Linked DNA regions of Mus musculus: regions 2 and 3 are each linked to region 1. Evidence: chromatin contacts called from public promoter capture Hi-C data. All regions are on one chromosome and are shown on one strand. The core of a region is the stretch at or near the end of the contact, and the rest is flanking DNA. Distances in the headings are between cores, read along the strand shown.

Region 1 (4,708 bases), core at 761-3,260:
GAGCAAGAGCTAGAGCTAGACTCCCTTCTTCCAATGTCCTTATATTGTCTCCAGCAGAAGGTGTAGCCCAGATTAAAGGTGTGTTCCACCACACCTTTAATCCCAGATGAAAGGTGTAGCCCAGATTAAAGGTGTGTTCCTTAAACTCCGAGATTCAATCTTCTGGAATCCATAGCCACTATGGCTCAAGATCTCCATACCAAGATCCAGATAAGGATCTCCAAGCCTCCAGATAAGGGTCACTGGTGAGCCTTCCAATTCTGGATTGTAGTTCATTCCAAATATAGTCAAGTTGACAACCAGGAATAGCCACTACAGGTACACAGTCTGAAAACCCCCACTTTAGTGGTTTGTAACTTTAGAAAAAAAAAAGATATGTCATATTTGCAATACTGTGGAATTCTTGCCCAAAGCCATGTTAAGATTCCCCAAATGCTCTTACCATTGTAATACATTTTGACCCCTGTGTGACCATCCAGTGTTCAAACAAGCAGTCTATCCACTTGCCATCCTGCTCACGGACCTGAGTGGTGCCTGCTAGTGGGACCAGTACTTCTGTGCTCCCCCACCTGCCTCCTGGATAGAGCACTGGGTAAAACTGGAATCAAGGAGAGAGGGCTGGTGTTGGCCACTCTGGCTGGCATAAATGGGGGACTTAGGCAGACGGAATTCACCTTCCACTGTAAGCTTAGTCCACAGCCAGGAGACATCTCAATCAGGCTGCAGGGAGGCCTATTCCTGGTTTGCTGATGGCTTGCATATGACTTGGGCCCTTGACCTTCTGTGGCTAAGACAGGAAGTAAAGAAAGTCTACTCTCTTGTCCCTTTTCACAAGGACACAAACTCCATTCTCATGACTCAATGACTCATAAGACTTCACCTCCAACACCATCATATATGAGAGTTAGAGCTTTGGGAGATATCTTTGTATGCATAAAGTTTCCTGAGGCAGTGTTCTACATAAATTCCCAATGATCCTCGTGCTCTTTGGCAATTAGCAGTAGAATGGTCATGAAAACAATCTGTTGGCTGATATCAGCAGAGATGATGGTATAAGCTTCTCTCTTCCATATAAAACCAATGAGAAAAAAAAGGACTAACAGATCCTCTTTTCCAGACCAGTGAGCGGACAGTGATGTTTGGGGTATTTAATTAATGCCCTGGTCTCCATGCCAACCTCTTGTTCCACAATGGCCTTAGAAGACAACAGTCTCATGGCAGCGAGGACAAAAAGAACAAAACCCTTCAAATCCCCACGCTTAGAGAACTCACTATCTCACCTGCTCCCACCTGCAAAGCTCTGCAATGACCTAACCAGGAACTCTCCAGGGGCATCTGTTGAAAACAAGGACAGGCATTAGTTTAACCACTAAAAAGGCGGGGCAGTGAGGCAAATGATAGATCAAGCAAAGGGTTCAAGAGGAAAAGCTATTCTGGAACTATCCACGGGGGCTTAGGAAAACTTGGTGAACATTTGACACTCAGGGCTGAAAAGCTTGCATGTGGAAGGGCTGTGTTCAGAAAAGACCTCGAGAAGGCTCTGAGGCCCCTGTCCCTCCCTACCCCTGGCTCAGTGCGAGCAGGATGTGGGAGTTGAGCAGATCTCCCTGGACACATCCTGGCCATGAGACAATGGTACAACTCAGCTGTACTCAGAGCCTCCCAGCAGAACGGGCAAATTTATGGATCCCAAGGACTTATGGGAAATTGTCTCATCAATTGTTAACTGTTAAGCTAACTGGCAAGCAAACAACAAAAGAAAAATACCCAGACGGGAAGCAAGGCCTGAGCTCTTGAGTAGCTACATTCAGTTTACAAAAATTATTCAACCCCCCCCCCCAAAATTTAATTTAATAAAAAATGAAAACATACAAATGAACAATCCTAGTGGTCCTTATGGGGGAAGGGAAGAGTTAGTAGAAACCATCCCTGGAGAAGCCCAACACTGGGCTGACAACTCTGAATCAGTTCTTTATACACAAGAGCTAAAGCAGGGTGTGAGAACAAAGTCTGCCAAGCGGCTGATAACACTAAGCACACGGACACTAGGAAACAAACCCAATCTGGAAAGCCAGAGATGAAAGTGTGCTGAGTGAGAGGCAAGCCACAGAGGACCCCCACAGCTGGAGCCAGCAACAGCTGGAGCCTGCAACAGCTGGAGCCTGCAACAGCTGGAGCCTGCAACAGCTGGAGCCTGCAGGTGGGAGAACCAGGGATCTCAGTGGACAGCATCACCCCAAACAGTGTATTGGTGGAATTAAAAGCAGAACAAAACAAATTATAATCACTTTAATATATGCAGAAATTTTTGATAAAATTTAATACCTTTCTATAGTATAGACACCCACTGCTCTAGGAGGGGAGGGATTTTCTTAGCCTGGCACATGCAGAAGGAAATACAGATCGTTTGGGCTTAATCTGAATTAAAAATGCCGTAGACTATATGAAGGTATGAAGCCAGGAGAAACCCTGTCTCAAAAAACAAAACAAAAAAAAAAAAAAAAAACTGAAGAGACAATCTGTACAATAGGAAAAATGTTTTCAAGTTACTTATTTGAGAAAAACCTATTATTCTGGATTGATAAACAACTCTTACTAATAAACAACAAAAAAGCAGGAAAAATAGGCAAAGACCTGAAGGGACATTTCTTCAAGGAAGATATATTATGCCCAAGAAAGACACAGAATGCATTTAACAACGTCATTGAAACGTCATCAGTGGAATGCAATCAAAACCACATTGAGTCACCAGTTCACCTCCAGTGTCATGGGAAGAGTACCAGATGGATGGAATGTGAAAGCTAGACAATAAAAAGTGCCAGGACAATAAAAGGTGTCAGGACAATAAAAGGTGTCAGGATGACTTTTGAACCTACAGGTCCAGCTGTTGCATCACGAAACTACTGTGAGCTATAGAATTACAACAGGACACGGTCATTTTACCTCTAGACCCATCCCCAAAACAACTAAAACTTGTTTACAGAGAATGTTCATGGGAGCATCATCCCTAGCATATCTAGGGGGTAAATTAACTCAATGTCCCTCTACTGATGGATGAGCAAGAGAAATGGCATCTAGGAACAGGATGAGAAAGCATTCAGAAATACCTTCATAGTATGCAAATATGCAGGGACCAAGGATGTGTGTGCGTGTATGTGTGTGTGTGTATGTGTGCGTCTGTGTGTCTATGTGTGTGTGTATGTATATGTGTGTGTGTGTGTGTGTGTGTGTGTGTGTGTGTGTATGTGTATGAATTGCAGGTGCTTGTGGCGTTCAGAAGAGGGTGTTGGATACCCCGGAGCTGTAGTTACAGGAGCTTGTGAGCAGCCTGATATGAAAGCTGGGAACTAAACTTGGATCCTAGCAAGCACGTTTTGTGTTTCTAATTCCAGTTGCTACATACTCGTTGTTGATATGTAGACAGAGGCTTAATGTTTTGGAACTACGTGGTAAATTCTACTCTCTCTAATCTGCTTATCAATGCTAGGTGATTTTTCTTCTCGGCTTTTCAGGTATGTGGTTAAGTATGACTGATTGTATTATGGTCAGTGTTACTTTTCTCGTTTGAGATTTGGTGCCTTGCTTTCCTCTTCTCACTGGGATGACAAAGCTTCTGGCACTGTGGGAAAGCAGGATGAGGTACACTCATCCTTGTCCTGTTCTTGATCTCAGGGAGGATGAAGCCACCCTCTCATTCTTAAACATGCTAGCTAAAGGACTATTACAGATTTTCTTTTGAGGCAAGGCCTCATTATGTAGCCTTGGCTAGCCGGGAAACATGCTATGTAGACCAGGTTACCCTCAAATTCAGAGATCCATCTTGTCTCTGCCTCCTACGAGTAAAGGTGTGCCCCCCCATAGGGCATGTAGATGTTTTTTTGTAAGTCAAGATGAGGTGATTCTTCTCATTGCCCATTGCCATCCTTTTCTGGAAGTTTCTTTTTAAATTAGGAATGGAAATCAGGTTCTGTAATGTCCTGTGTCGAGTGATTTGGGTATGTGATTTTTCTTTAGTTTCTGTTATAGTGGCTTACATTGATTTTTATATGGCTTACCCTCATGGCTTGTCCTAATCCCTCTATCTCCTTAGTATCAATGCGAGTCTAATCTGTCTCACTCTTACTGAATAACACATTTGGCTCAAACCAAGTATTTAGAATACCACAGGGCGCACAGAGCAAGCAAAGGAGCAGAGGCTCAGCAGGCAGAGAAGGGAGGCCATAAACCTGCCCACAGTGCTAGCTTCAGACAAAACCAAGGCTTCTGACCCAAGGCTGCCTGTTTGTTTGTTTATATTGATTAGCTGTAATCAGAGCTCAGGAGGAAGAGAACACACAGTCTGAGGCTCGACTGACTTTGCCAGCTCAGCCACTCACTAGTTGTGTGCCCACATGAAGAACAAGAAGAAAGCTAGCAGTCATCTGGGGACGGGCATTGCCAGGGTCATGTGAGCAAGTGAGGGCTCCGCACATCTGACTGCTCAGTGCCATCTCAGGTTAGCATCTGTTGCTGGGTGCCCATTGCTGCTACCATGCGGTGACACTCGACATGTAGCTGTTCTTCAGTTTATGACATGGTGGCTTGTGTCAGTTTTGATGATATTCCTGCATTTGTGTGTCCCTAGGAGACGCCTGGATGTCATCACGACCACAGACTGGCTGGCCCCCATCATATGGGAAGGCACCTTTGACAGAAAGGTCCTGGAGAC
Region 2 (4,708 bases), core at 1,212-3,711, 170 kb after region 1:
CTTCAAGGCCAGCCTGGTCTACATAGGTAGTTCTGGGACAGCCAGGCTACACAGTGAAGCCCTGCCTTAAAAAAACAAACAAACAAATAAATAATTGACAATGTGAGCAGAAACAGCACCCAAGGCTGACCTCTGCCCTTCACATGCATGTGCGCACACAGAATTATCAACTACAGAAAAATACACCACAGTGATCTTATAACCACATTAAATGGAATAGATAGAACTCAAGTGGGAAGGAATTTCTCCTCATAAGTTCCCAGTGAAGTTTTTATTTTGTTTTTGTCTTATTTTAGAAGTAGTGGGGAACAAAGCCAGTGCTTCATGTTAGCATCCTACCACTGAGCTACACCTCACACCCAGTTCAAAAAAGAAGGGGGCTTACATGGAGTCTTACTATTTAGCCCTGACTGACTTGAAACTCACTATGTCTACCAGGCTAGCCTTAAAATAGTAGAGATTTTCCTACCTCTGCATCCCCAGTTTCAGGATTAGAAGCATATGACACCATTCCTATCCAAATTTAGAAATTAAGGAGAAAAAAAAAAACCTAAAATAATTCAACTGCACAGTGTAGAAAAGTGATTATTATTAATCACTTATTAATCATCAGCTAGGCGGTGGTGCACACCTTTGATCTCAGTGCTCAGGAGCCAGAGGCAGGTGAATCTCTCTAGTTTCAGGTCAGCCAAGGCTACACAGAAAAACCCTGTCTCCAAAAAACCAAAACCAAGGAAAAAGAAAGTGATTGGCAGGGTTGAAGAGACAGCTCATCAATACTGCTTTTGCAGAGGTCCCAGCTCTCAAGTCAGGTGGCTCAGGACTGCCTGACATCCCCACTCCAGGAAGCCACTCTATTCTGGCCTCATCGGGCACCTGCACACATGTATGTGTACATGCACACACACACACACACACACACACACACACACAAATAAAATCGAGAGGCAGGAGTGATGGCTTAGCAGCTGAGCACTGGCTGCTCCTCCAGAGGACCAGGATTCAATTGCCAGCCCCCTCATAGAGGCTCACAACCATCCTGTAAACTCCAGCTCTAAGGGATGCAACACCCTCTTCTGGCCTCCATGGACACTAGGCATGCAGTTAGTACACAGACATATGTGCAGGCAAAACACCCATTACGCATAAAGTAATAATCTTTAAACAGAAATAAAAATAAAATCTAAAAAAAAAATGATGCAGGTGTAAAGTTGGCTGAAAGGGGATAACGCTGGAAAAGTTAGACTCTTTTAGGTTTAACATTTTTTAATGAATTATTTTATTCATTTACATCCCTAGACTTGTTATTTTTAAAACACCTACCGCCTGGGCTGTGCTCAGCTTGCTGCAGTTGGAGATGGGGGAAGCCATTGCTGTTAGAGAGCTGGCTACTCCGATGAACCTCAGGGTTCAGGCCTGGGGCAGGAAAGAGCACTTCCTGTAGGAACTGGTGCCAGTGAGGACAGAGGGAGGTCAGCAGCCTGGAGGGACAGAGGGAGGTCAGCAGCCTGGAGGGACAGAGGGAGGTCAGCAGCCTAGAGGGACAGAGGGAGGTCAGCAGCCTGGAGGGACAGAGGGAGGTCAGCGACCTGGAGGGACAGAGGGAGGTCAGTGGCCTGGAGGGACAGAGGGAGGTCAGCAGCCTGGAGGGACAGAGGGAGGTCAGCGGCCTGGAGGGACAGAGGGAGGTCAGCAGCCTGGAGGCGTGCTGGGGAAGGAATGGGGGAGCATAGCTGGCCTAGTCTGGCCTGCAGGCACTCAGGTCCCTATGGATTCCCTGCTCACTATAAACCCTAGCCAGGCCGATGCCAGACTTTGCAGTAGGTAGGTATTAAGGTATACAGGGCAGGACTGGAGAGATGGCTCAGAGGTTAAGAGCACTGCCTGCTCTTCCAGAGGTCCTGAGTTCAATATCCAGAAACCATGTGGTGGCTCACAATCATCTGTAATGGGATCTGATGCCCTCTTCTGGCATCCAGGTGTACATGCAAATAGAGCACTCATATACATAAAATAAATAAATCTAAAAAAAAAAAAAAAAAGGATGTAGGCAGGGTAGTGAGAACGAGGGTTCTGCTGGCTTGGAGGGCCAGGCTCAGCTCTTTCATGGCCCAGCCAGTGCCTCACACTCTCTCAGGAAGGCTTCTTCTGTCTGCTATCCATGGATGGGAGGCTGAGAGGTTCAGCATTTGGCTCTGGGAGCTCAGTAGGCGCCTTTGGCCAGCCTTGCCTTTCTGAGCTAGTTCTTTGGGAATCTATTCTTTGGAGAGAAGCAGAAGAGGAAGGTAGAGGAGGAAGAGGAAGGTGGAGAAGGAAGAGAAGGAGGTGGTGTCCTCATGCCCCGAATCCCCAGTGCTGACTGGGAAAGTGTGCTGAGTGTGTGAGTACTGTACTCATGTGCTACAGGGAACTGCTGGGTGTGGCGCTGGCCATCTGGTGACACACAGGAAGTGTGCCTGGTTTTAACTTGCACTCCTTCTCAGGAGAAAAAGCTGAGCCGTGAGGAATCCAGGCAGTGAGGGTCTTCACTTCGTTCATCAGTGCCTCAGCCTCCGTCCAGAGCCAGGGAGTCAAGGAGTGGCTGCTGTACCCAGAGCAATGCAGTGGCCTACGCTGTGGGCCTTTTCAGGACTGCTCTGTCTCTGTCCCTCCCAGGCCCTGGGTCAGGAGAGAGGTGCCTGTCCAGGTGAGAGGGGTCTGCTCAGAAGTGTGGGCACACACATACCTGCATATGCCTGCACATGTGGCAGCAGGAGATGGGACATTTTAGAAGGGCAGCCTGAAAACACATCCAGAGACAGGCTGCATGAATGCTAGTGGGTACGGAGAGCTGTGGTTTTCAATGCTGCTCCAAAGCCACCCCTCTTTTTTTTTTTTCTATGCAGATGTTAAGGTCGTAGGTCTGGGGGCCCAGGACAAGGTGGTTGTCATCCAAAGTTGCCCTGGCTTTCCTGGCCCACCTGGGCCCAAAGGGGAGCCTGGAAGCCCTGCTGGAAGAGGTAGCAATCTGGATGGGAGAGGGATTCCCCTTAGCCTCCCCTTGGCCCAGCTCCCTCCAATCCTACCTAGGAGATGAGATCCAGTTTAGTCCTTGTGTTTACAGGAGAACGGGGCTTTCAGGGCAGCCCAGGAAAGATGGGACCTGCCGGCAGCAAAGGTAAGAGGGAATTCTCACATGGGTCTATCTGCCTAAGATCCAGACAGGTCTTGAGAGTGGTGCCAGTAGCACCTGAGCCCACACACCATCCTCCCCTATGTCCAGATGCATGCCTGCCCCCTTCCTACAGGCTGGGCATTCAGATCTCTCTCCTACAAGTTCTGCTCGCATGGATGGACACATAGGTGGATACACACACACACACACACACACACACACACACACACTGAAGTGAAAAAGAACCAGCACTGTAAGAATGCCCCTTCTGTCTACAGGAGAGCCAGGAACCATGGGGCCCCCGGGAGTTAAAGGTGAGCCTAGTAAACAAGTCTCCTTAGGAAGGGACCAGGAAGGACAGCTCCACATGGAGCAATATGGGATTAGGGTCTTGTTGGCTTAAGGGGAGTCTTGAATACAAAGAAAGGTGGGTGTTCCCAGAAGCACTACTTCAGGGGTCCCCAAAGTCTCCCCGGATCATTATGCATATCAGAATGTTGGGGGCTCACAGACTAGGGGAGAGGCTGGAAGCTGGGAGGGGTACAGGAGAGGATGTGGCAGGATTCCAGCTCTGGGACAAGGCTAGTATGCTGTATTCCTCCAGGGGAGAAAGGCGATACAGGAGCTGCGCCATCTCTGGGTAAGTACATCCCATAGTCTCTTCTAACGTTTCCAGTGTCTTTACCCTCTGGTTGTGAGTGAAGAAGAGTGAGCTTCGGGGGCTGAAGTAGCATGAAGCATCTGTGGGCCCAGCCAGCCTCCCAGCCAGCACCCTGACCTATCCCAACTCTGGGTATAGTCACAGACAGGACAATGCATAACAGCAGCCAAACACAAAGGAGCCTAATGGGGCCAGCCAGGATGGGTGTGCTGGGCTCTTTAGCAGGAGGGTACGGCACCATGTATGCCAAGTAGAATATGGAGTCTAGGGGAGTTATATGTGATGGGAAGGGACCAAGGAAGAAAATAACACTCATGACTCTGCCCAGGTGAAAAGGAGCTGGGAGACACCCTGTGCCAGAGAGGTAAGTGACCTCTCAGCTGGCCCCTCCTACTTCCTGCTCTCAAGAATACAGCAGGACCCCACCCAGGGAGTATACCCCAGATACAGGCCAACCCTGCCCACTTCCCCATGGTACAGGACCCCGGAGCTGCAAAGACTTGCTGACACGGGGCATCTTCCTGACTGGCTGGTACACCATCCATCTTCCTGACTGCCGGCCACTGACTGTGCTCTGTGACATGGATGTGGACGGTGGGGGCTGGACCGTGAGTGAGGAGGCTCAGTGTGGGGCATAAGAGGTTTGCACACAGCGGCCACACTCTGGAGAGCTGAAGTCAGGGAGAGAGCAGAGCAACCAGGGGGAAAAAAAAAAAATAATGTGGTGCTTCACCCTCCAGCGAGACCCAAGCACTGGTGGACCAGATCTAGAACTCTGTGAAGTGAGTTAAGTGGGCGACAGGACCCCAGTCATAACAGATGCATCAAAACATGTCAGCCCTGGGCCACTATCATCTATCAGTTACCTTCTCAGTCCCCTGTACTCCCTGCCC
Region 3 (4,708 bases), core at 805-3,304, 140 kb after region 1:
ACTTCAGGATGGTGTAGCGCTCATAGTCCGTGTCCAGCACGTGGATCTCCCTGTTACCTTCAGGAGTGGCAGTGGCAGGGTTAAGGAGGCTTGCTCAGACCTGAACACTCCAGGGAGCTGACCTTGAAGGCTGGATTTGCAGAATCTAACTCCTTTCTATTTCTGCCTAGTGCTGGGACCTGCCTGTGACATCTGAGAAGACAAATTCTGAAGATCAACTCAGTACACTAGTAGAGATGAGGGGGCTGGAGTCCAGGGCCTGAGAATCCTTGGAAGGGCACAGGAAGCGAGGCCAGGGGGAGATGTCCAGGCTCAGACAGCAGCTGCAACTTCAGCAACAAGGCAACAGTACTTACCAGGAAAAGCAAATTCCCCCACAGTGTCTCTTTCTGAACCCAGTGAACTTTCTGTCACACAACTTCCTGAGCTGAAAAGCATCATAGTGCTTGTTAAGAACCTGCCAGCCTGCATTCCACCTTCTGGGCACATTCCTGAGTGCTGCACACATTCAAAAAGGATGCTGTCAAGCTCATGACCATGCAGGAGTCTAGGGTCTATGCAGAAGGGGCCATGCATGGGACAGGGCTGCCCCAGCCTCTCTCCTTCAGAGAGTCAGGCAACTACTACTACCCACTCTCCCTTATAAAGCAATAGGGCTTTATCTAAAGTCTTTGCTTACATTTTGGTAGAAAGGCAGATCTAAGAGCCTAAGATCTAGCTTTCTCTGGAGTTGGAAGACCCAAGCAGATAGACATGGAAAAGGCTAGCCCACATACTGATGATCCCACCATTATAAGAGGTATAGCCTTGTCTAATTTCAACTACATATATGGCTCTTCCTTCCCAGCAGGCCACATCCCTAGTGACCCAAGTCTCTTACCTGTTGTACACGGCTTTCACAGTGACATTCCCCCCACTGAAGGTGAGGAACAAGCCCTCTACCCTCCTTTGAGCCTTCAGCACCAGTTTTTGGTCAGAAGCAACAGCCACTTCCTTCCAGAATCCTGCAATCTAGAGAACAGAACTAGAGATATCCCTGGCTTTGCTCAGCCAAGCTGAACTGGGTCTCCAGCCCCTGGGCTGGAGAGGGTGTTTCAGGGACGCTCGGGCAGCAGTTGGATGGGCTTGAGGGGCAATCCATAGTCGTGAGACTGGAAGCCACTTATTCTCGGCCGAGTTTTCCTTCCCAGGGGAAATGTCCCTTCCAGAAGACACTGACACAATGTTCACTCCTGGTTTGCCAGGAGACCTTTCCAGCAAGGGTGTGGGGAGCAAGCATCCAGGCTTACAGCTTTCATACTGAATGAAGCATGGTTCTACTAATCTCAGCCTCCCCAGGATCATGATCTCCTGCAGTGGCAATGTTCTCAGAGCACAGGACATCACCTGAAACTTTTAGAAACTCATTACTGTTACAAGAGACAATAATCTGTATCCCCCAAAACCTGACCCCTCTGACGTTACAGTGTGAGTCTGGAAGTCTCAGGAAGAATGGGGGATTGGGGCATAGAAGGAAGAATTCAAGCAACAAGCTGCCTGCCCTGGAGAAGTCCTCTTCTGGCTCCACAGTGCACAGGGATAGGGTCTTAGGAACCCTATGAACCAGGAAGCAGGAAGGGACCCCAAATTTGTAAATCACCAAGGACCCTTGAAGTGACCAGCTTGTGGACAGCAACTCCGCCTCAAGACAGGTGGAACATGAGAGAACTCAGAGAGGGGAGAGATCCACAGACCTCAGAGGTCTACTAGGGACTCACACTGCCTGCTGTCTTAGGGATGGAGGCCCCAAGAGTAGGTCTGGCCCCTGACAGCTAGGCTGCAACCAACAGGAGTTAGATGGAAGGGAAGAGAGACTTCAATGGTTGTACACTCTGCTCCCTCCCTGTCCAACTTTCCATTAAGCCCCAGTAGGGCTTCGAAGCCAAGAAGAAAGAGGCACCTTCTCTGGTACAAGCTCCACCCTGGTAGACTCAGCTTGTAGCAGGAACACCAGGAAGAATCCGCAGACATTGCTCAGCAGCCTAGCTTCCATCTCAGGGCCTGGCTTGTGGCTTCTGTTTATGCAAGGTGGGAGCTTATATTTGGAGAGTGTGCAAGCATGTGCAACCACTTAGAGAATGTCATTGGACAAAGCTGGCTGTCAGCTGCTCAGAGACTCAGCTTCTGCTCAAATGCTATCAACCCCCATCCAGAGAGGTGTAGGACCAAGCTAAGATGACAGTTAAGCTGCCTCCATCCTAGCATGTGGACAGTGATGAACTATGCAGTAAGACTGCACCAACCAAGTCCAGCCCCACGCTCTGAGCTATGAACTGGACAAGCTATTTATCTCAGTTTCTCCATTTGTAACAATAAGCTTAAAACAATAACAAAATATTGAACTGAACAAGGAGGCCTGAGTCTCCAACCAGGAACCTTATACCTTATACCTTGCAGCATTCTGCATTCCCTCCATTCTGTGTGTGTATATTTTTTTATATAGTATCTCTATCTGTGTGGTGTGTTATATATGTTTGTATGTGGTATCTGTGTATGTGTGTGTTATATATGTTTGTGGTATTTGTGTGTGGTATGTATGTTTGTATGTGGTGTTTGTGTGTGGTGTGTATGTTTGTGGTATTTGTGTGTCTGTGTGTCTCTGTGTATATAGTGTTCATGTCTTTGTTCTTGGTTGGGGAAAGCATACAAATAGTCACATGGATGTGGAAGCCAGAGTTCAACCTCAGGTGTTGTTCCTTTAGTACAAGTCACTTTGTGTTTTCATTTGTTTTGCTTCATTAGTTAGTTAGTTAGTTAGTTAGTTAGTTAGCTAGCTAGCTAGCTAGCTAGTTAGTTAGTTTATTGATTGGTTGGTCAATTGGCTGGTTACTTATTTTTTGAGACAGAGTTTCTTACTAACCTGAAGCGTGCTGAGTAGTCTAGGCTGCCTAGCCAGTGAGCCCCAGAGATCCCACTATCTCTGTCTGTCCAGCACTCACCATGTGATTTCAAATACACACCACCATGCCTGGCTTTTATATGGGTTCTGAAGAAAGTACTTTACCAGCTGAGCTATCTTCCCAGCCCCAACGACAAGGTTTTTCACACCTCTCAGAAACAAACAAACACCTCTCAGACCACAGAGAATTTTTTTAAGGCAGACAACTTTTATCTTTAAAATCAACTTTATTTGTGATTGATACTAAAACAAAGTCTCCCATTCGCTAGGAAAATAAAAAAACTAAAAATATTAGTTTTTCTCACAATTGTCTATTTCCTCCAAATAAAAAGGAAAGAAACAGGATAAACAGGGACCATGAAGCACCCTGAATGCAAAGCCCTCCCTGACTGACACCCCCAAAATGACTTAGTCACCTTGTGACCCAAATCTCTAACCTCCAACTTGTGTAGCAGAGAAATAGGTCTTGAGTGTCCCAGGGCACCCCAAAACAGCTCTACCCAGGTCAGCACCCCTCATCCTGTAGGAACAGTCTAATCTTTTGGACCCACCTGGAGCTGCTCAAGACCTGGACAGCTCACAGGAAATCCACTGAAGCCCACCCTCCAGAGGGAACCAGGCACAGAAGACATTAGGGTGGCCTGTGAGGACGGCATAAGAGATGAGTTAGGAGAGAATGCACAGTGAGCACTAGAAGGAACCATCCAAAGACTTTGGGGCATCGGGAGGGAAGCTGAGGGCCTGCTGGTCCCAACAACAGACTGACAAGCCAGGGCCCTTGGGGATACAGAGAGGGGTTTGGCTGGAGTGAGGGAAAGAGATGTGGGTGGATGGCACCTGGTTCTCTGGGTGACTGGCACAGGATGAGGGCAGCAGCTATGAGGGCTAATTGCTTCCAGTTCTTGTTGTCTGAGGACCACAGACAGATAAGCAATGGAGCAGAACCAGCCCCTTCCTGTTTCCATGCCTGGACTTTGAAGTAGAACTAGATCCACTGGAGAATGGGAATTCTGTGACATGAAGACGAGAGCAGTGATAATACCTGGAAAGGAACCCCCGTACCCCACATCTTGTTCAAGAGCAGCACAGAGACTACATCATGCCACCCCTGAATTTGTCCATCGTGTGACCTTGAGTAACCTGTCCAGCTTCTGTGCCTCAGTGTCTCAATCTGAGAAAAAAGAATGGATGCAGCTAGCTATGTGTATCCAGGAGGTCTGTCATGGAAATCACATGACAGCTAGCCTAGCAAGGTCTTCAAGCACAGTGACCACTGCCCTGACCTATTTCTTAGGCTCCCAAAGGTCGAAACCATTTGTCCAAGATCAAAGGAGGAGATGGGAATCAAAACCTAGCATTATGGCCCTCCTGCTTTCCAGTTCATATATCCATACATACAATTTCTGAGACCCAAGGGAGCCTAGAGCCTACAACCCATCCTCAGTAGGCACCTTGGTTTCAAAGACACTGTGACCTCGTGGATACCACATATGCTGTGCTCAGTCTTCCCTGTGGATGCAGCAACCTCCCTTCACCAAATTTGAATGAAACATCCTGCCCACTCTCGAGGAGAACCCTAAGTGGCCAGAGGGCTGGGATGAAGAAAGAGTTCACTATGATCTGCCCAAGGGCATCTCCAAAGGGTCAAAGAGCCATGCGGATGCTGAATCTGTTTATTGGGTGAAAGGAGAAGAGCAAGAGAAGGAACACAGGACGGAAGGAGGTGGGACCCAAGAGGATCTCTCAGTCCCTAAAGATCACAGTGAGAGT

The links. Promoter capture Hi-C pulls out the DNA fragments that hold promoters and counts their contacts.
Region 2: a contact with region 1 is called in a promoter capture Hi-C map of trophoblast stem cells, with 3 times the contacts expected there. The contact joins the promoter of Fcna here to the enhancer-like site in region 1. A contact is called at or near these places in 10 of 39 promoter capture datasets (the 3T3-L1 cell line, 3T3-L1-derived adipocytes, the HPC-7 cell line and 6 more) and 3 of 9 other capture datasets (adipose tissue, macrophages and pancreatic islet).
Region 3: a contact with region 1 is called in a promoter capture Hi-C map of trophoblast stem cells, with 2.5 times the contacts expected there. The contact joins the promoter of Lcn8 here to the enhancer-like site in region 1. A contact is called at or near these places in 9 of 39 promoter capture datasets (3T3-L1-derived adipocytes, the HPC-7 cell line, HPC-7-derived erythroid cells and 6 more), 2 of 484 Hi-C or Micro-C datasets (embryonic stem cells and nephron progenitors) and 3 of 9 other capture datasets (adipose tissue, liver and pancreatic islet).

What each region holds. Positions count from the first base shown.
Region 1 is chr2:25,795,198-25,799,905 of GRCm38.p6, reverse strand. It overlaps Glt6d1 (glycosyltransferase 6 domain containing 1), which reads left to right. Exons shown (of 5, transcript NM_001039095.1): 4 at 4,625-4,708. Among named protein-coding and RNA genes, the nearest start is that of Gm13539, 13 kb to the right of the region's middle. Within about 2 kb of position 2,010, at least 20 of the 459 cell types and tissues checked have an H3K27ac peak or open chromatin away from gene starts, as enhancers often do. A contact at or near this core is called in trophoblast stem cells, where this site is marked.
Region 2 is chr2:25,625,727-25,630,434 of GRCm38.p6, reverse strand. It overlaps Fcna (ficolin A), which reads left to right and starts at 2,461. Exons shown (of 10, transcript NM_007995.3): 1 at 2,461-2,686; 2 at 2,886-2,999; 3 at 3,104-3,157; 4 at 3,433-3,468; 5 at 3,759-3,794; 6 at 4,144-4,179; 7 at 4,296-4,423. The coding sequence starts at 2,599. Fcnaos (a long non-coding RNA gene) reads right to left here. Exons shown (of 8, transcript XR_003954003.1): 6 at 1,324-1,481.
Region 3 is chr2:25,650,464-25,655,171 of GRCm38.p6, reverse strand. Lcn8 (lipocalin 8) reads right to left here and starts at 2,054. Exons shown (of 7, transcript NM_033145.1): 1 at 1,940-2,054; 2 at 881-1,011; 3 at 357-427; 4 at 1-57. The coding sequence starts at 2,032.